2 separate regions of the Ovis canadensis genome follow, and region 1 is linked to region 2. The links are chromatin contacts, called in public Hi-C maps. All regions are on one chromosome and are shown on one strand. Each heading gives the region's core, a stretch centred on a gene start, on an enhancer-like site or on the middle of the called end of the contact. The rest is flanking DNA. Distances are from core to core; before and after follow the strand shown.

The links. A called contact is a pair of places that touch in the nucleus more often than the background predicts.
Region 1: a contact with region 2 is called in a Hi-C map of fibroblasts, with 3 times the contacts expected there. The contact joins two enhancer-like sites. A contact is called at or near these places in 2 of 2 Hi-C or Micro-C datasets (fibroblasts and lung).

The regions. Positions count from the first base shown.
Region 1 is chr9:31,147,980-31,154,073 of ARS-UI_OviCan_v2, reverse strand. The region is part of intron 2 of ST3GAL1 (ST3 beta-galactoside alpha-2,3-sialyltransferase 1); the gene reads right to left. Among named protein-coding and RNA genes, the nearest start is that of ST3GAL1, 61 kb to the right of the region's middle. Within about 2 kb of position 2,258, the one cell type or tissue checked has open chromatin away from gene starts, as enhancers often do. A contact at or near this core is called in fibroblasts, where this site is marked.
Region 2 is chr9:31,102,018-31,107,858 of ARS-UI_OviCan_v2, reverse strand. ST3GAL1 (ST3 beta-galactoside alpha-2,3-sialyltransferase 1) reads right to left here. Exons shown (of 8, transcript XM_069599820.1): 2 at 427-578. Among named protein-coding and RNA genes, the nearest start is that of ST3GAL1, 15 kb to the right of the region's middle. Within about 2 kb of position 2,553, the one cell type or tissue checked has open chromatin away from gene starts, as enhancers often do. A contact at or near this core is called in fibroblasts, where this site is marked.

The DNA of each region.
Region 1 (6,094 bases), core at 1,009-3,508, 47 kb before region 2:
TGCTGTGGGATAAAAGGATTTGCACAGAAGCGAGCAGCTTGGTTTGAGGGCACAGAGCAGTTCTCTTCCCTCCCTGAGTTTCAGGTTCCTCATTTGTAAAAAGTCCAACAGATTCCCTGGCTTGCCTTACTGGCAGGGTTATTGAAAAGACTGAGTGAAATCAGGCATGAAAGGACAAACTAGGGGAATGAGGAAAATGATGATTCCGACTCGCTTCATTAGCTGCTTCCATGCGTTGAGGGATGGGACAACCAGCCCTTCACTTCTTCCTGCTCTGCTGGCCAGGACCTCTGAGGATCTGCAGGGAGGAGGGTCCCAGAGCGATGCATGGGCGAGAGTGTAATGGGCATCTGTGGTCATTCACGGGGCCCTTCTCTCTTCAAAGGGTCAACTGTTGGAGCGTTAACCTGTGTGCAACGCGAGGGCTTTTAGGGTATCCTGATTCTTCCTGCTTGCACGGTCCCTGCCGGCTAGCATCTTCTGGGCTGGGGATTCTGTCTCTGCTCTCTCCTCTGCATCGTAGGGCTGGAAGGTTAGAGATGACACTTCCCAGCTTCCCCTGACCAGGGGGCTCTGCAATAATGGATAATCAGCATGGAGGTAGGCTTGTCCTCCTTCCTGTGGGGGCGGAAGCTGCTCTGTGGACCAACCTCTCTGTCTCCCTCCACCTTCCAGTTTGCAGGGCATCTCCACACTCTGAGCTGGCATCTTTTTTTTTTTTTTTTGAGAGTTACTTTTAAAATTTTATCTGATTTTTGGCCATGCTGGGTCTTCATTGCTGTGCTCCGGCTTTCTCTAGTTGTGGCGAGCAGGGGTTACGTTTTGTCATGGTGCACACATTTCCCCTTGTGTGGCTTCTCTTGTTGCAGAGCAGGGGCTCTAGGGAGCGGGCTCAGGAGTTCTGGTGCGTGGGCTTAGCTGCCCCTCGATATGTGGGATCCTCCTGGAGCAGGGACCGAACCCGTATTCCCTTCACTGGCAGGTGGATTCTTAACCACAGGACCACCAGGGAATCCCTGTGATGGCTTCTTGTGGCTTCCTGGCCTCTGGGCTCCAGCCTTCAGCATCAGGACTGATATACCTGAGGGCACGGCTCCCATCACCTTTCCAACGACTGTCTAAGCCCCAGATCCTCTGAACCAAATCCTTCTGAAGCTTCTGCCTCAGTGAAGTTTCATCATCACCTGGGATAAGGCGGTGCCCACCTCATGGGCTTCCCTTGTGGCTCAGCTGGTAGAGTCCGCCTGCAATGTGGGAGACCTGGGTTGGATCCCTGGGTTAAGAAGATCCCTTGGAAAAGGGAAAGGCTATCCACTCCAGTATTCTGGCCTGGGGAATCCCATGGACAGAGGAGCCTGGCGGGTTACAGGGTCCATGTGACCACGGGGTCACAGTCGGATGCGACTGAGCAACTTTCATTTCGCTTTACACTTCACACACGCCTCATGGGGCTGGGCTGAGAAAGGCTCCAATCAGTGCAGGCAGAGCTCAGGGGTCTGCGCCCAGCACACAGTGAGCACTCCTTGAATGCTGGGCTTGACTTCTGACATACTCCAGTGGCTTCTGGTTTCCCGCAAGGAGTGCCATCTAACACTCGCACCCGGCCCTCTCCTTTCTGCCCACTTCACTGAACAGACGTGGAGACTGAGCTTAGAAAGGGGAAGCGACGCATCCGACGACACACGGCAAAGTCCAGAGCCGAGAGGGGAGCAGGCGCCTGACTCTAAGACTGCCTGGGTCCTTAGAAGGAACCCGCTCTGTTCACGCAGCTGCCCTGGCGTGGCTGTTTCCACACCTGCCGGGGGCAGGAGGGTGGAGGGCGTCATGGGCTGGGATGGACAGGGAAAGGAGCCAGTAGGGGCTGAGGGGGCCGCATTAGGCACTGATTAATCCATCATCAGGGGACAGATGCTTATGGAGGCTGTCCCTTTGCAGACCCTGTTTACCCACAGTACTGGACAGTCACGGCTCTAGGGCTGGGTGCCAGCTCCATCTGTCAGAGGTGGGAACAGAGGCCCGCAGCTGTCAAGAGACAGAATCCTAAGGAGCTGGGGTACTGGGAGAGGGGGAGTGCAGCAGGTGGGGGCCCCGCCCTGAGTCCCCTGTGACGTCGGAGTTGAGGGAGACCGACAGTGACCACGCCACAGCGGTGACATGAGGATCTGCGTGCAGCCAGTTCGGGGCCTGGCAGAGGGCAGATGTGACCTCGCCTCTCCCAGCTTTTGCTTCCTCCCTGGTCAGCATCTCCCGGCCAGCCCCACCCTCTGAGTCACACACAAAGTTGGCAGCCAGGCTTGTGTGGCCCAGCCTGGACCTGGACTAGCTCTGTGTATGCCTCTCTCTCCCCTGGCTCAAGAAGGACCAGCATTTGGCTGCAGCCAGACCCAGATCGCTCCAGAACACATCATCAAGAGCCGCCCAGCTTGAGTGAGGTGAGGCCTGAGAGATGGCCTCAGGGAGAGGCAAACAGGCTGTGACGATAAGTAACACAGAAATCCTGCCTGACTTGCCCGCCTGCCAGCTGGCCATATAGAGTTCACACTTACGGCTGCAACATTGACCACAACTACATCATCAACTCCTGCCTGAGTCTCCAGGCTGTAGGTCTGCCACCAGATTTTGAATCTGCCAGCCCCGCGTTGCGTGTTGTTGTTGTTTTCCAGTCGCTAAGTCACGTCTGACTCTTTGCGACCCCACGGATTATAACCTGCCAGGCACCACTGTCCATGGGATTTCCCAGCAAGAATACTGGAGTGGGTTGCTACTTCCCTCTCCAGTGGATCTTCCCAACCCATGGATCAAACCCGCATCTCCTGCTTTGGCAGGCAGGTTCTTTACCACTGAGCCACCAGGGAACCCCATGCCCCCCGCCACTGCCCACTCACATGGCATGAGCCAATTCCTAAAATTTAATCTCTCAATATACACACACATCTATTGTATTGGATTTTTTCCTCTGGAGAACCATCTGTTACCCTTTGCTTCGTGTGATCGAAGAGAGAGCTGGGGATGAGTCGGGGGTCCCCTAAGAAAGTGGTAACGGCCAGAGGACCACAGGATGGGCCAGTAACTGGGCAGAGAGGACAGGGGCCTCCGGGCAAAGGAAGCTGCAGGTGCAAAGGCCTGTCAGGAAAGCAGGTGGGTTGGCAGGAACTGAGAGAGACAGTCAAGCTGAGCAGAAACCCAGAGAGGAAGATGCAAGATGGGGTAGGGGTGGGGGTGGGTCAGGCAAGGGCTGGAGCCACATACCAGGGGCCAGGGGAAGTCTCAGCAGGCTTTGCAGCAGAGGGGAGGTCAGGCTCTGGAGGGTCCCGACTTGCCAAAGTCTTCTGGGTTGGGGCGCCGCAGGGCACCTCCCACGTGCAGCACCGCCCCTGCCCGGCCGGCCCTAGGTTTCTGGAAGGGTCGAAGCTGTGTGGCCCGGCCTCCCGGGGGCTCGGGTGGTGAGCTGGGCACCTTGGCTTTCCTTTCCTCCACTCCTGGCACTCTGCTCTGTGCCCAGGGCTGCCCTGGGGCCTCCCCCGTGAGTTCCCATGCTGGTTGGCTCTGGGCCGTGCGGGCACAGACAGGAGACTGAAAGGAGGATGGGGGCTGAGGCCAGACGCTTACGGCTCTGGCCCCTCCCGACCCCCGTGGGGTAGCCAAGACCTGGCGGCCTCTGGCTCCTGTCAATGGCCCTCTTCATGCGATGGCTCTGTTTGTGGGTCTCAGTCCTCTTCAGCCCCAGGATGAGAAACACCCCATGGGTTTTCATCCCCAGGGGCCACACCACGCCCTTGAGAATCACGCTGGCATTCACCTGCCCTGGATGGCCCACTCTGAATGGACCCTGTACGTCCTGCAAAGATCATCCCCTGGAGGTGTGGTCCGCAGGAAGCCCCGCCCCCCTGGAGCCCCGCCCCTACCCTGTCTCTCCCCAGAGAAACAGCTGCTTCAAGAACAGCCGTGGCAGCTCGGAGGGCTTTTCAGGAAGTTGGCTCAGGCTCTTTCTGGAATCCTCCCAACGCTGCTCCCAACGTTGCCCGGGACTCACCCATCAAGAAGCCTCCCTGTCCTCCGGCCAATGAGACAGCCTTGGGCAGGGACAGCACTGGGGTGGGCGTCCCTGTGGGTGCCATGCAGGCTCCAGGCTCACCAGATTCCAGGTTCCACCAGGGGGCACCCTAACAAGCCCTGCCTCCAGGCTCCCGGGGTAACACCCACCAGCTTCTTCCCAACGCTGCCTCCTGCTGGATAACAGGTGAGTCACAGGCCCAGGCCCCTTTAACCCTTGACTGCTCTGGGTGGTGCCTGGGATTTGACCCCACCCACTCCCGAGGCCCTGTCTGTGAACGATTCACCGGCTGTCTCCCACTCGTCAACTCTCTGACTTCTGCTGGACTTAAATATCCAGGTATCAGACAGAATCCTCATTGTTTTTCTTGCGAACCAAGGCTTTTGAGCTGTGGTGTTAGAGAAGACTCAGTCCCTTAGACTGAAGGAAATCAAACCAGTCCATCCTAAAGGAAATCAACCCTGAATACTCATTGGAAGGACTGGTGCTGAAGCTGACGGTCCAGTACTTTTGCCACCTGATGCAAAAAAGCGGACTCATTGGAAGAGACCCCATGCTGGCAAAGATTGAAGGCAGGAGGAGAAGGGGTGACAGAGGATGAGATGGCTGGATGGCGTCACTGACTCAATGGGCAGGAGTTTGGGCAAGCTCTGGAGATGGGGAAGGACAGGGAAGCCTGGTGTGCTGCAGTCCATGGGGTCACAAAGAGTCGGACACGACTGAGCGACTGAACAACAACAAGGCTCATAGAACATCCCTAACCAGATCTGGTGGCCACGGGGAGTGACCTTCATCCTATCTCCCCGTCTATTCACGCAACCCACCCACCCAGCTGTGTCAATATCTGACGCTTTCTTTGCTGGACACCTGGCAAGGCACCTAGAGGCTCTCCAGGGTGGATACCCTTCAAAGACATGTGGCTTCTTAGGGACCAGCCTGGGTGTGAGCGAGACAGTCACAAGTTGTCTGCGGAAGGTAGTATTATCATCACCTCCTTGGTACAGGGCAGACCTACGGTCACATGACCATGGAGGAGCTCTTCAATGCCACCCTCCTGGCTTCTCACCTGGGCACGTGAGGACACCTGTAACACCTCACTGAGCACCACCACCTCTCTTCACTGGTAGATAGTGAAACCCGCCTGGGCAGCAGCCCATGAGGGGCCAGCATCACGAAGGAGGGAATCCCAAGGTCCCCAGGGATTTGGAAGTGGCAGGTTGGTAACAACCGAAGGGAGGAGGGACACAGCTTCTGTGGATGAGGTGGGCATGGAGCTGGACCTTGAACACAGCAGGGGCCCTGGGGCTGATGGAGGTGATCGGAGAAGTGGCGGAAACCAAGTGGCTTCCAAACAGTGAGTTGGTGGTGATGGGGGGCACAGTTCTGGAAAACGGGGTACCCTTAGGAGTGGCTGTGGTAGGCGGGGGCCCAGTGATGGAAGTCTTTAGGAATGCAGACTTTGGGATGAAGGCAATGGGGAGCCAGCGATGGTCTGTGAGCAGCAGAAGGCATCCACACAACCAGCACGTGGAGCCCGGACTGGACGGTGTGCACACCACGCCCCCTGGAGTCTGGAGAGCAGCCCTGCCTCCATCTTGGTGCGTTGGGAAGCCCGTTCTGGGGGGCTTCACTTTTCTCCATTCCTTCCTGCAATGACTTTGCCCATTTCCTGCACACCCAAGAAGTGCGGCAGGTCGAAGGAATCCTCTCTAGGACTTGTGAATTCTCCTCACCCTAGTACCTCTTGCTTGCTCCTGTGTTGGGGAGCTGGAGGACAAAGCAGAGGTTCCTGGACGCACCAGCTGGACTTCAGAGCAGGCAGTTTGGAGAAGCACCCGTGAGAAACACGATTAACCAGGATTAGGGTCATATGAGAAGGAGCTAGATCAATTTTCATGCTTTGAGCTGCACAAAAGGGAATTTAAATCCACAAATCTCCTTATGTGTGTAGACTGAGGGATGCTCAAATCGGAGTCCAAAGACATGCACACAATATCCAAAGTGTGTAACGTGGTCAGGAATCTCAGGAGTTGCCCTGTG
Region 2 (5,841 bases), core at 1,304-3,803:
TGACATACCACAGATAGCCCTGATGAATGAGCATGGCTGAGTGCCAATAAAACTTTATTTGTAAAACATGACCAGGAGGGACTTGTCCTGTGGGTCACAGGGTTTGCTGGCTGAGTGCTCACCCCAGGACACACCAGAGACTGTCACTGCAGCGCTTCTTTGGGATGACAGGCACTTATCATAGAAGGATCTCCCAGTTTTCAGGAAAGCACAAAGACCTCTAAAAAACAGAGAGGTTGCTTGATACTCTAAGAGGCTCACGTTTCTCCTTGAGGGAGAAAGCCCTCCCTCTTTATGGAATATCCAAGTTGCAAAGAGATCAAGAAACAGGCGCAATCTCCCCCACCTCCACCTTCTCCCCACAACCTGATGTAATCCACAGAAGAAACAGGAAAGAGTTTCTCACTGGTGTTAGTCAGTTATTACCTCAGTGGGCTGAGGGAGAGTCCATCTCTGCTCTTCAGACGACTGTCCTGGACACAAAGCTCAGAGTGTCTGCTCACCACAGCCACTGGAGATGCTAATCACTTCTACTGGCATTTCCACATCAGAAAGGTTGAATCTGAAACCAGTACCAGCTGGAAGTGAAGACGATAAAAGTTTGTCAGCTTTGACATTTCACTCACTGCCTTTTGGAGATGACTCAACATAATTAAAAGGCATTCACCCACTTCCCCATTCACCCAGCCAATGATTTATACATCAAATATTTTGTAGATAAACCCCTATTCTGCTCCATGCTCAGAGTCAAGTCCCAGAGACAGAAAGGTGAGTATAGTTCATACCCCTCCAGGAGCTCAGCCTGGCAGAGGAAACAAATAGACAGTCCTGGGCAGTATGATATGAGGGTGTGGATGGTATCTGGGGAAGAAACAGCCAACTCAGTCTGAAAGACAAATCTGAAGAGGAGATGGTATTTTTAGGTGTCCCTTGATCAGGGTACAAGCAAGATGCTGTTTGGCAAAAGAAAAGCCTTGGGGGAAAATGTCTTTCAGGACAAAGATAAAGAAATAGGTAGGATGTGAAGGCGAAAATTGTGAGATCAAAATTAGGATAAACCAGGCTGAGGCTGGACAGGAAAGGGCTGTCGAAGACCTCGTCTGAGAACAGGAACAGAGACCCTCAGTTGAGTCCTTTCTGTGTGCCGAGCACTGCAATGTGCAGACCATGGGTTTTCTTAGCTGACACTCTCTTGAAATCCAAGGTGCCCAGACTGATTATTCCCACAACACGGATGGGCAGCTGAAGCTTGGAGAGCTGCCATGAGTGGAGCTGCCCGGCATGACGAAAGCAGTCAGCGGCAGAGAGGAGAGTGTGACCGGACACACCCATCCTGTCTGCTTCCAAAGCCTTCATCTCAGCCACTGCGAGAGAGAGGATTTCGGTGAAGGTCCCCTATTACTCACATCACCTTGCAGCATCCCCTCTGTGGTGGGGCTTTGCACCTCTCTCACCGCAAAGTGAAAACCGTTTCTCCACTCTTGGAGTCTGAACTTGGCCATGTGGCTTGCTTTTGAACAATAAGCCAATGATAACAAACTTGACACAAAGAAAGGCTTAAGAATGGTTAAGTGGAGGACTTCCTCTCGCTTGCCGCTGGGAATCATTCTGCAGTCACAAGAGCACACCTGAGCTAGCCCCTGGAGGATGAAAACCAACCAACATGGGGAAAAGCTTCAGCCCTCCCAGCTGAGCCCCTAGGCTTGCAAGTGAGACTATTACAGGCAGTTGAGCACCAGCCAAGTCGACCAGTCCAAAAGAAACACCTAGTCTACATACCCACAGCATCAGGAAAAATAAGAAATGTTTATTGTTGAAGGTGCTAAGGTTCGAGACTGTTTGTTATGCAGAGAAACCTAGCTGATACAACCACCAAGTTATCCTCACACTGCTGGCAGTGAGACCACATGATTTTTATGTCAGAAAGAAAAGTCAGCCTGTGCTGTCCAGTTCAGCCTGACTGTCAAGAGACGATGAGGGCCAGGGATAAGGCTGGGCTGTGGGCAAGACGAGGAGAAGATTCAGGAACTATTTTACACAAGAAATCAACAGGATTTAGAGATCAACTGACTCCAGATTTGTCTACAGGCATCTGGTGTTGATGATAAACAGACTCTATTTGGAGGTCCCGATGTAGGCGGGATGTTTATACAGAAGAAACACAAAGTGGCCAGAGCAGCTAGGGGAAGTTCTGGGAATGAAACTTTTTTTCCAGCCCCAGTTTTCTGGAAGAATGAAGGCGGAGGCTCACTGCCCCCAGCCACCAGATGGTGTCTGCCACCTCCTCCAATGCCAGAGGGGTCCTTGTACACTGCAGCTCACACCTTCCTCCCTCCCATTAATGACTCACACCATCCCCACCCACACTCTGCTCACCCTTCGGGTCTCAGTGTCAGCGCACTTCGCAGGGACATCTCTTTCAACAGGACAGACAAAGCCAGGCACTGCCATGACACATTCCCAGATTTCCCTGCGCTCCTGCAGAGCATCGGTCACAGCCCAGTAATTCCACGAGGCAAGAGTGAGGCAACTGTCCTAGACGCCACTCTACAAGCCACCACCCAGCTCCCCCCCGCCGGGAGAAACTCAATTACTATCTCCTGAGTCAGAGAATGAGCAAAGCAATTCATGCACCACACTTCCAAGATGTTTGCTTTGACACCATGCTGTCCTTAATCTGAAATGGGCTAGGGAACCTTACAGGGACTCCATGGTTTCCTGTGCTGAGCTTCCCTGGTTCATTCTATTGTTTAACAAGAATTTACTAAGAGCAAGCCATCACCACAATTCTATCGCCCATTGTTCTCATGGGACTGAAGCCCTTAGGGGTGGTGGAAAGGACAGCACTTTACTGACTTTACCTATCACTAGATTTCCCCACGCCCACTGGACACTGTATGGGTAAAATGGGCACTTGCAGGGAGGGGGCACTCAGTAATGGCTATAGAATAAATGAGTGAGTGAGTATCACTATCCACAACAGCCAAGACATGGAAGCAACCTAACCATCCATCAACAGATGAATGGACAAAGAAGATGTTTTATATATATATAAAACAGAATATGTAGCTGTATATATATATATATATATATATATATATATATATATATATATATATATAAAACAGAATACTGCTCAGCCCTAAAGAAAAGAATGAAATAAAGCCATATCAACATAGCTGGACCTAGAGATTCTCATACCAAGTGAAAGTAAGTCAGACAGAGATAAATATCACATATTAGTTATATGTGGAATCTTAAAAAAAATGAACTTATTTACAAAACAGAAATAGACTAACAAACATAGAAAACAAATTTACGTTTACCAAAGGGGAAAGGGGGGACAGACAAATTAGGAGTTTGATATTAAAATATACACACTTCTGCATGTAAAATAGATAACCAACAAGGAGCTATTGTATAGCACAGGGAATGATACGCAATATCTCGGCAACTGCATTGGATTTCCAACCCCAACCAGCAAGCCTGCAACCATGAGGCCTTTAAAAACTGGATCTGTGCCCCCCAAGCATCACCCACCTTCCAGAGCCTGGGGTTCTCAGCTGCTCTACCAGGACCCAAGGCACTGATCACACAGAGAAGGAGAGGACCCCACTTCCTAACCTGCTGGCCCAGGAGCAGCAGCCTCATCAGCTACTTCGACTCTCCCTGATTTCTGATTTTAACTGATCTTTAACACCTCCTCTTGTTTTGAATAACTGTATGTATGCTTATTTTTGGCTTTGCTGAGTCTTCGTGGGTGCGCAGGGTTTTCTCTAGTCCTGGTGGGCGGGGGCTACTCCCGAGTTGCAGCGCACAAGCTTTTTGCGGCAGCGGCTTCTCCTGTTGCAGAGCGCGGGCTCTGGGGCTCACAGGCTTTAACTGCTGGGGCTCACGGGCTTAGCTGCTCTGTGGCATGTGGGATCTTCCCAGATCAGGGATTGAACCCGTGTCTCCTGCATTGGCAGGCGGATTCTTTACCACTGGGCTGCCAGGGAAGCCCTAAAAATCTCTTCTAAAATGCCACATCACAACTTTCTTCCCTATGCCCTCCTGCCCTGCATCTTCTTATATTCCTCCTGCTTTCCCAAGGCTTCCACTAACTCGATTCTTGAAAATGGTGAAATGTGTTCATACACAGGGACTACACAGGAAGACGGATCAGATGTAATCCTCATTTTTGGAAAGGGTGCAGAAACGCTCATGTGACTCTCCCAGGCACAAATGAAGAAACTGAGGCCTGGAGAGGTGGGCCCATGGATCACACGGCTGAGAACAGGGCTATGGGAACATGGGCCAAAGGCTTCTGATTCCAGGCTCAGGGTTTGCCCCCTCATTTCTCTCCATCCAACTGGCAGCAACCAGCTACCAACCGGGTCCTTAATGGTAAACTGCTGGACTTAAACCAGGAGACCTGAGGCAAGAAAAATGCCCACAAATTCCAGCTGGTGCACAGATTAGGACAAATTCCAGTCAAACGAATCAGCGAGTTCTCACTTCTCCTAATCTGGATTCATAAATCATACCTTCTTTGCCCCTGTTAGTGCATCTACCACCTGAAATTCCTTTCTTCTGTGCAATAGAATGCAATAAATCTTATAAGAGAGCGTGTTCTCCAATTCTGTTTCTTCTTAGGATAGAGCAGGGAACAGGATATGAAACTCTCCATCACACCTGGAGTATAGCAGTTTGCTTAATAAAGCATAGCCTTTCTCCTCGAAGTAAAAAAAAAAAAAAGATCATCTGAATAATTATTAACACTGGGCCTAGGTGAAAAAAATACTGCTGTGCTTTTAAATTACAGGAATCTTTTCTCAGAGGCCCATGGTCATATCATGTTCCAAAACAGTGTGGCTGGCTGCTAGGTATGCCAAGCAGAGGAGGCCAGCCACACAAAGTCTAGCTGTGTGAGTTTAGAAAAACAGCCTTTCTCTGAGTCACAGTTTACTTACTAGTAAAATGGAAACTGAACCTCCCTCAATGCTTCACAGGGCTGTGCTGCAAAGCAAGAGAATAAGAAACAATATGAATTTGCTTTAATAAAAATTATAAGGTAAGACTAGCAGTAGTGATAGTAGCAGGTACCATTTTTAACTGTTTGTGAAGATTTTGCCAAACTAAGCCCTTTGAACTCAAAAGTTCGGTGGCTCCTCATAATGGTCCTGTGATGTGTGCAGTATTATTATCTGCAGTCACTGTGTAGGTAAGTGGAGGCTTGCAGAGATGAAGTAACTTGCTCATGGTCATAGCAAAGAGTGGAGCCTGAATGATAAACTGATTTCTAGGTGGACTCCATTTAAGACCAGGACTAACACAGCTCCCTTCAATCAGCGCTTACTGAGCTTCTTCTATGCTGTGCAAGCACTCTGCTCTGCCCTGATGGGGACGGCAGTACACTTGGGGGCTCTCCCACTGTGGGGAAGAGGACTCGGGCAGACAGTAAGAACCACCTCACTCTGTACCCAGTGAGAGAGGGCACGGGTTAACTGCATGGTTTCTTAATCTGAATTCCTGACCAGCATTCAATGGTCATGGAGGACGAGAAAAAGAACTGAGACTGGCTAGATCAGCTTGCAATGGGAACAGATGACGCAGAAGAGCAAGGGTAAATGGTGAGATGCCCTAGAAAAGCCTGGTGTAAGTGCTAGAATGTCCAGAGCAAGACTGAAAGTGGGGTATGAAGGCAGAAATTCTGAGTGTGCAAACCAGAGATGACGGAGCTAACTAATACTGAGAGCGAAAGGAAGCTGAGTTCAGCAGCTTGGCCCTCTCCAGGGTTTCACTGCACCTCCCCCGTCTTGGTGTGTGGGCTGAAGAAGCCAGTCAGAACTCGGGCAAGAA